2 separate regions of the Anas platyrhynchos genome follow, and region 1 is linked to region 2. The links are chromatin contacts, called in public Hi-C maps. All regions are on one chromosome and are shown on one strand. The core of a region is the stretch at or near the end of the contact, and the rest is flanking DNA. Distances in the headings are between cores, read along the strand shown.

Region 1 (4,430 bases), core at 1,279-3,778, 170 kb after region 2:
AATGAGGCTTGACAAGGAGCACAGCAGCCAGCAGAGAGCCATCAGGGGCAGGATGATAATGACACCACGATAATCACGCTGTCCTGAGCCACTTCACATGCAGAAGGCACCACAGGAGGAGCCAAGTTTACGCAACTGGGTTAAGAAGGCAAAGAGAAGGGAGAGAAAAAGGAGAAGCTGAAAATACAGAAACACCCCAAAGAGGAATTAGTCCGCGGGGATACAGTTTTGGGCTGCTGACTAGCAAGGCTGCAGGAATACCTCCCGACACACTCCTTCGGGCCCTGCGCTCCACAGCAAGAACAATAAAGGCTCCTCTGCAGCTCTCTGCTTGCAGCAGTCTGCTGAAAATAAGCTTCTGCCCTACATAAAGGTATTACAGATACTTTTAAGGTACACAAAGGCTGAAGCAAGCGAGAGCATTCTGTTCCCATTCTGTTCTCTAACGCCTGGGTGAGCAGCTCCAGGTACACACAACCAAAGTCCACCTGCCAAGGACCCTCCCAGGTGCTGAGCTTGCATCTGAATCGCTCAGCAGTGACCGAGACAGAGCTGACACTTCAGAGAGTACCCCGAGCTGGAAGGGACCCACCAGGGCCACCGAGTGCAGTTCCTTGCACCACACAGATCCACCCAGCAATTCAGACCATATGACTGAGAGCACAGTCCAAAGGGTTCTCCAACTCCAGTGGGCTCGGTGCTGTGACTGTGTCCCTGAGCAGCCTGTTCCAGTGTGCGACCACCCTCTTGGTGAAGAACCTCTTCCTGATGTCCAGCCTGAACCTCCCCTGTTGCATCTTGACTCCATTCCCTCAGGTCCTATCGCTGGTCACTAAAGAAAACCGATCGGCGCCTGCCCCTCCACTTCCCTTCGCGAGGAAGTTGTAGACCATGATGAGGTCTCCCCTCAGCCTCCTCTTTTCCAGGCTGAACAGACCAAGTGACTTCATCCGCTCCTCATATATCTTCCCCTCTAGGCCCTTCACCATCTTTGCAGCCCTCCTCTGGACACTCTCCAACAGTTTCACGTCCTTTTTGTGCTGTGGTGCCCAGAACTGCACACAGTGCTCGACGTGAGGCTGCACCAGAGGGACAATCCCTTCCCTCATCCAACTGGCGATGCCATGCTTGGTGCACCCCAGGGTACATTTGGCCCTCCTGGCTGCCAGGGCACACTGCTGCCTCACCTTCAGCTCGCCAGCAGTTCCCTGGCATTTTCAGAAGTTTAGCAAATCCAACCATTGCTGTGCCACTGACACCTAAAGACACGCGTGTCTCCGACCCGTTTCACTAGGGAGCAGGTGTTGGTGTTTGTGGGTTACAGGCAGATCCTCCTGGCACCTAGGATGGAACGATGGCACAGAGAGCAGCGCGGCACCAACCAGCTGGGGTGGGATGGCCACAACCAAGCGGTGCAGTCGGTACACCAGAAGGAAGGGATGGCATCGAAAAGGACCTGGACAAGCTGGAGAATTGGGCCCACATAAACCTAACGAGGTTCAACAAGGCCAAGTGCAAGGTGCTGCACCTGGGTGGGGGCAATCCCAGACGTGAGGACAGGCTGGGGAGAAGAACTCACTGAGAGCAGCCCTGCAGAGACGGACTTGGGGGTTCTGGTGGACGAAAAGCTCGCTGTGAGGCAGCAGTGTGTGCTCGCAGCCCAGAAAGCCAACTGCATCCTGGGCTGCATTAAAAAAGGGGTGGGCAGCAGGGCAGGGAGGGGATTGTCCCCCTCTGCTCTGCCCTTGTGAGACCCCACCTGGAGTGCTGCGTGCTCGATGACTCGATAATCCCGAGGTCTCTTCCAACCTCGACAATTCCGTGATTCTGTCCAGGGCTGGAGCCCCCAGCACGAGGAGGACGTGGGGCTGTGGGAGCAGGTCCAGAGCAGGGACTCGAAGGTGCCTAAGGGGCTGGAGCAGCTCTGCCGTGATGGAAGGCTGAGGGAGATGGGGGTGTTCAGCCTGGGGAAGAGGAGGCTGTGGGGACACCTCACGGAGAGCGTATAAAAGGGCTGGAGAGGGACAATTTGCTTGGGCAGATGACGAGGACGAGGGGGAGCGGGCTTGGGCTGAAAGAGGGGAGATTTAGGTCGGATATGAGGAGGAAATCCTTCCCTCTGAGGGCAGGGAGGCCCTGAAGCAGGTCACCCAGACAGGCTGGGGGTGCTGAAGGCAAGGTTAGACGAGGCTTGGAGCACAAAAAACTTAAAAATATACATCTAAAAACGTCATAAACAAATAAATAAGCAAACACACGACAAGGACCCGACCCCCCACCCCCCCAATAGCTCACCCTCCAGGCTCTCGCACTGCACCAGGTTCACGTAGTCGCCGTGCCGCAGCACGCCCGCCTTGAAGCCTCGCACCAGCCCCTCCAGGTAGCCGTTGTCCACGTTGAAGTGGAGCTCGGGGCAACACGACATCATGGCGGCAGCGCCTCCTTTCCTCTCTTCGCCTTCCTTTTCCCTTCCCTTCCCTCCCCTTCCCCTTCCCCCGGCCGCTCGCCTGACGCCGGCCGCAGCCCCGCCCGCTTCACCGGCCCGGCGGGCCCTGCGCGGGGAGGGAGGGGTTCGGGCGGAGGGGAGGGGATTTGGGGTGGTTTTGGGGGAATTTTGAAAAAGGGAGGGAGGGAGGGGTTAGGGAAGGTTGGGGGAGGAGGCTGAAAGGGTTTTAGGGGGAGTTTTAAGAGGAGACTCAGGGGGTGTGAGGGGGATCATGAGGGGGTCTTAGGAGGAGGCTGAGGGAACGCTGAGGGGAAGCCTGAGGGGGAGTCAGAGAGGAGGCTGAGGGGGTCTTAGGGGGAGTATTTAGGGGAGACTGAGGGGAATTGGAGTCGTAGAGGGGAAACTGAGGGGTAATTGGAGTCTTAGAGGGGAGTCTGGGGGGATTCTGAGGGGATCTTAGGGGGAGTCCTAAGGGGGAGCCTGAGGGAGAGGCTGAGGAGTCTTAAAGAGAATCCTGAGGGGACCCTGGGGGAGTCTGAGGGGGGTCACAGAGGAGCCTGAGGGGGTTTTAGGGGGAATATTAAAGGGACACTGAGGGGAATTGGAGTCTTAGAGGGGAGTCTGAGGGGATTCTGAGTAGATCTTAGGGGGAGTCCTAAGGGAGAGGCTGAGGGGGGTCAGAGAGAGTCTTAGGGGAGGGTCTGAGGGGAGCCTGAGGGGGATTCTGAAGGGATCTTAGGGGAAGGCTGAGGGGACTCTGAGAGGAGTCTGGGGGAGACTGAGGCTGATGGGGAGTCAGAGAGGAGCCTGAGGGGGTCTTAGGGGGAGTATTAAGGGGAGACTGAGGGGTAATTGGAGTCTTAGAGGGGAGTCTGGGGGGATTCTGAGGGGATCTTAGGGGGAGTCCTAAGGGGGAGCCTGAGGGGACCCAGGGGGAAGCCTGAGGCACCCTGTGGGGAATCTAAGGGGATCCTCAGCCCCCCACCCCAGTACAGCCCCACACATCACACCGGAGCCCCCCCGGTGGGGAGGCACTTCCCATCGGGAAGTGTTTCTGTGCAATGCCGGTGGCTGAGCGCAGGCACAGGTCACCCAGAGTGGCCACGGGGTCTCCATCATCAGAGGTCTCCAAACCCACCTGGGCTTGGCACTGGGTGGCCCTGCTGGAGCAGGGTAGCACCGGGTGACACCAGGAGGTCCCTGCCCACCCCTGTCACCCCGAGCAGGACACCAGCCCCAGTCTCGCTCAGTGATGGGTTTGCTATCGGCTGCTTTATTGGAGCTGCAGAGGAAGAGGCTTGTGGGGAGAGGCCCGTAGCGGCCCTGAGGGGCGAGGAGCGGGCAGCCCGGCGGCACTAGTTCTTGCCACAGGGGAAATTGGTGCTGATCTTCCTGCAGTAGCAGAAAGCGTTGAAGAAGCGGCAGTAGCAGGTGGCGCAGGGGTCGCAGCAGGGGATCTGGTGGCCCAGGCAGGACTCCAGGAGGCGGACACAGCGGCGTGGAGAGCGTTCTTCTCGACCCGGAGCCTGCAGGGCTGTGGATGATGCCTGCCAGAGAGATGAGGAGGGAGAGGGTTTGTGGTCTGCCGGCTGGTGAGGAAGAATCATTTTGGAGAGAGCCAGGAGCCCAAGGCAGCTCCATCTCAAACGAAATGAGGCTTGCCAAAACCAGAGATATCCAGGAGAAGACACTCAGGACTTTGTGCTGAACCCTTTTTTCACTTCAGCAGTTGATCCATGACCCCCTTGGGTCGGGGGTAGCAGGAGCAGGTCCCGCTCGGACCCTCCAAGGGGAAGGACGGGTCCATGTGTTGCTCCAAAAGGATCTGAAGGTCCTCAGCAGTGGATTCCCTGCTCCCATTCCCTCTGGCTGGAGGTGTCCTCACAGTCCCCGCTGATTTTTACAGAACAATCGGTCTGGCTTGAGACATTTCAGAAGAGGATGTTTCACACCCATTTTTCATTACGGAAACGCGTGGTGGGAA
Region 2 (4,420 bases), core at 1,219-3,718:
TTCTGAGACATTTGGAGTTTATTAATGTTGGTAATGGCACAAAAATCGGGATCCTAGTTTGATATTGGGACTACAGTGAAAAAGGAGACTTTGTGTCCTTCAGTCCTCTCCTGAGGACATCCTCAGATCCTGAGAATATTTTGAACAGCCTTTTAAATTGTCTTTGCCATTCAGATAGGTTTTGCTAACAGAATCTTTTTTTAGGTATATGTGGTATTTTATTAGTGCTTTTATTGGAATTGCTGGCAGTGTACAAAGATAGCAATGGTTCAGTCACCAGAGCCTGAAAAAAAAAGAAACCTTAAATGTTTTACAAGGGTTTCAGATGTAGGGTCTAACAACAGATCCATACTACTAGTGTGAATTGAGCTGAATAAAGTCCACTATAACCAGTGAGATCACTGGGCACAGACCAAGTTACAGAAACCTGTAATTTAGCACAAAGGCTGAGTTTATGTTAAACCCAGAAGTTTCCACAGCCGTGTGTAGGAGTTAAAAATGTTTGATAGCCAAGATACTAAATGCAAGCTCAGGAAACCTCAGTGGAAAGTCCCAGTCCAAGACTTCTCCCGTCACCCTAAAAAGGATGTGATTTACCCTGTACCACTTCCACAGTGGGCAACATTGTGAGTTTTCACAGAATTGCTGGCAAAGCAGAATGTATTAATAATGATTGTGGATGTTTTTGTTACTATAGCAGTGCAAGCTGGATTATTTTTTCCTATTAAAAAAAAAAAAAAAAAAAACCTCTTTCATATCCCTTGAAAGAATGCCGGACTAAATTATGCTTGGGTTTTGTTAAGCAATGTGTAATGGTTACTTTTTCTGAATTTTCCCTGTGAAAGAGGGGAGTAGAGAAAACCTGTAATATTATACTTCAGATTGTAAATTATTTGATGAAAAAGTTGCCATTTTCTGTCTATTGGCATTTCACTTTTCCTGGCAAAACCTCATGACAGAATGAAGACAAAAAAAAGCGCATAACTTAAACGAGATGACAATTTTGTGGTCACGCTTACAAAAGAACAAATGTGTTTATTCCAGTACTTCTGCATGGGCTGTGCTATAAAACTCAGCTTGTATTCATTCACAGAAACAATGGACAGCAAACAAACCCCTGTTCTTCTGGAAGATCACAGAAATGTAGGGCTGATTCTTAAAGTTGAACATCCTCCAGTTTTAGGCAGTGATGGCTTTCATACGTGCAATGAAGAGAGTGTTGTTTACAGCATTCTGCTGGATGGCACCCAGCTGGGTAATTCAAGCACTCAAGCACTACCCAAAGGTAAGAAAGGATGTTCAAAAGGTAAGAAAAATGATGTTGCTGCAGAGTTTTTAGTATTATCTCTGTCGTGATTCGTTGCCAGTTCTGACTGTCTGAGTACCTAGGGTTATTGCAGCTTAACTACTGCTAAGACTTAATTCTTCAAAGCAGCAGGACAGCAGCTGCCTAACCTTGCAGGTGTCTTAAATAGTTCCCAGTGAAGCTCTTTAATGCATTGAATTTTTTAGAGAGCTACAGAACTGGAAAGAATCGGGGAGAAAAAAAAAAAAAGGAGGAAAACCAGTAAACTCATTATCTGGGTGGTTACAGATTGTTCAAGGATATGCAAGAGTGAAAGGCAGCTTCCTAGTCCATTGCATACTTGTTTATTGATGTGAAATATGTATTTTATATATATAAAATACATAATATACACACACACTTTTTTTTTTTTTTTTTAATATTGTAGCAGAATAGTGCAGTGGCCCTTCCCTGGTGCTGTGTCAGATCCCAGGTACTGATCCCAGCTGTCTCCTGCATTGCTGGGAGAAGGGCTAGACCTTAGGCTTTGGAGATGGGCAGGCACGAGAGCACTGCTGTGTCCTGTCTGGGAAGGTGATTGTGGTGCTGTGGGGGCCCAGTTCCAGCTGAGACTTCTTGGAGTGTGAGCATGAGTCTTTCTGGTGGGCAGAGTGAACCCCTGTGATCACCTTGTGGCTCACATGTGCGTATGTAAGCCAATAATGTGTGTGTATAAACACACATGCATTTAAATGTAGCTGAAAAGAAATGAAACAAAGCCCAAGGTGAATGTCCTGAAATCTATATTCAGTGTTCGTTTGGGCAAACCCTTAAGTTGAGCTCAGGTTTGAAAACTGGCCGTTTCTATTGCATTAAAACCTTGGACAGGAAAGGCGTTAAAGAAGCCAAAGGTTGGATGACTGAAATGTTGAATGCTGTAACCACATCCTTTTTTGTGTTCTTTGAACTGTTTCTTGTAGATATCGTTTTTCTTCGCTTTTCTCTCTCGCGTGAGGAGATATTCTATGCCAGGAAGTGCCACTTTTTCCTGACTGATGTCATCCTGGACTCCATAAGGCAGAAGGATCCCAAGGAAATCACAGCCAAGATCATGACCCTTGTGAACAGGCTTTGGGTAGGTACAAGGTCATGGCAATTTGGCTGAGTTGTGGTTTCTCAGCTTCCCCAGGCCACCGATGGGTGGCAGGGCATAAAAACTTGGGCTCTTCAACAGAGTGAGATGGAGCATTTAGCAGCTTGCCTGCTGAGAAGTTTCAACAAGGGTAATTAATTCTCCTTATTAAGCAAGAGCCCCTACTTGCTGGAATGACGATGTCACGTTCTGTGTTTTAGACCCAGCAGCTCACACCCAAGGAGTTTGTCGCTGATTTACTGAACACGGAGCATTTTAAACGGGACAGGAAGATTCGTGAAGAGCTACTGCAGTGGGTGGAAGTAAGTAGCATTCGCCACCAGGTGATGCTGTAGGGCTGAGAGTTTTTGTGCACGTGTGAGTGTGTGTTGGGGGGGTGTTTTTTTTATTTTTATTATTACTGTTGGCATTCAGCTTAAGCTGGTTCTCTCGTCCCAGCTGCTTGCAAATGAATTACGGGGAATAATGTGTTGCAAAATGATTCTCCCAGCACGTTAATTGACTAGTGTAATATATAGCCTTAATAAAAGTTTAAAACTGTGCTGCTAATTTATAAGTTTGTCCACAAAAAGTAGGTGGAAGACTTCTAGGATGTTTAAGAAATATGCAGCAAGGAATCAGCGATGCTGCTGTTCTGCAGTCAGCAGGGGATTTAACGGTGACCTTGTTTTTGTGCCTTTTCAGTTTACCTTGCCATTTGCGTGGAAGTACAGCCGCTGCCTCGATTTACTGATAGAGAGAGGGCTTGCTAGATCCGTCTCATACTTTGCCTTGGAAATGTAAGTTTACAGACTCTTAATAAAGTTTTTTGAAATGTTTTCATTGTGGTGTGTGAGAGGGATAAACATCTCATCTGAGCTTTTTTGGTTTTTTTGAACAGTACCTTCATTTAGTTAAGAATTTTCAGAATAGGAAAGAGGTGTGCCTTTTGTCAGCTGTCAGCTTTAGGGAGCAAAGTAGCTGTCTTATGTGCTACCACTTACTGGTCATGAGTTAGGTTTATTTACCAGAAAAAAAAAAAAAAAGAAAAGAAAAAAAAACACCACCTACTGTTGCTGTGTTTTGGTCTGCCTAGATGGCCATGCACGTTTTCCGTGACACTGCTCCCCTAACTCCTGCCTGGGGATGCAGAGAAGCTCTCACTCAGGTGACTCCCTGGAACCCTGAATTAGAAAATGCTGGGACAGGAGCTGGGTAAAAGCTTACCCCTGCCCTGTGGCTTTAGTTACTGAAAATGAGTAAGAGAACCCACTCTTTCTGCTAACACCTTTGTTATTATCTGTTTATATATATATATATATAATATATAATTTTTGGGGGTGGGGAGAGGTGGGGGAAATAATAACCTCAGTTCTCCAGCAGTTACTTCGTGTTTCCTTTTAAGCACTTTGTGCAGACACAGCGCTTTGCTATTCCTGCTCTAAAATCTCTGCAGTTCTGCAGAGCAGAGCTGACGCTGTTCTCACCCTGTGAACTAGAGCAAGTAAACATCACTTCCATCCATCTAACAACTCGGTAAGGAAACGTTATTTCAATCTTACACCAGCATTTTGAGAGGGCATTTAGATGCCCTGGGGACAACTGCTTTTCTCAAGGCACACCTCTTTCCTCTTCTGCAGCCCAGGTTCCCACACTGAAATCAACATACCATGCAAACAAGATTCATATAAAGAAAATAACCTTTATTAGACAAATCAATCAAACCCTGAAAAAACAGCATCAGGTAAACATTAAAGTTTTTTTTTTTTTCCAGCAATGTAAAAACCTTTTGAGAAATTCAGAAAATTTCATGTTCCTTTTGTCGCATTAGTAACTTCTTTCCCTCTTGTGACATGAGCTATTACTGTCTTGGCAGCCCAAAATCTTGCATTAACTTACTTATTTTAAAATAGTAACTTCTAAAATCTTCCCTGTGCAACTGTTTCCCACACAATTTTGTACAAAGGTGTCAACTGTGCTCTATTTGCTGTCTAAAAAAAGAA

What was found. Hi-C and Micro-C count contacts between places; a contact is called where the count stands out from the background.
Region 1: a Hi-C map of F5 follicle shows a contact between it and region 2, with 2.4 times the contacts expected there. The contact joins the promoter of ATP6V0D1 here to the enhancer-like site in region 2. A contact is called at or near these places in 4 of 8 Hi-C or Micro-C datasets (F5 follicle, liver, skeletal muscle and 1 more).

The regions. Positions count from the first base shown.
Region 1 is chr12:12,427,741-12,432,170 of IASCAAS_PekinDuck_T2T, forward strand. It overlaps ATP6V0D1 (ATPase H+ transporting V0 subunit d1), which reads right to left and starts at 2,529. Exons shown (of 8, transcript XM_038185364.2): 1 at 2,296-2,529. The coding sequence starts at 2,428. It overlaps AGRP (agouti related neuropeptide), which reads right to left. Exons shown (of 4, transcript XM_005025673.6): 4 at 3,700-3,993. The coding sequence ends at 3,802. LOC106018992 (a long non-coding RNA gene) reads right to left here and starts at 447. Exons shown (of 3, transcript XR_011812167.1): 1 at 1-447.
Region 2 is chr12:12,257,538-12,261,957 of IASCAAS_PekinDuck_T2T, forward strand. KCTD19 (potassium channel tetramerization domain containing 19) reads left to right here. Exons shown (of 19, transcript XR_011812313.1): 14 at 1,094-1,285; 15 at 2,266-2,420; 16 at 2,639-2,740; 17 at 3,123-3,217; 18 at 3,823-3,953; 19 at 4,058-4,185. It overlaps PLEKHG4 (pleckstrin homology and RhoGEF domain containing G4), which reads right to left. Exons shown (of 23, transcript XM_038185463.2): 23 at 4,100-4,420. Among named protein-coding and RNA genes, the nearest start is that of LRRC36, 18 kb to the left of the region's middle. Within about 2 kb of position 2,469, at least 5 of the 8 cell types and tissues checked have an H3K27ac peak or open chromatin away from gene starts, as enhancers often do. A contact at or near this core is called in F5 follicle and subcutaneous adipose tissue, where this site is marked.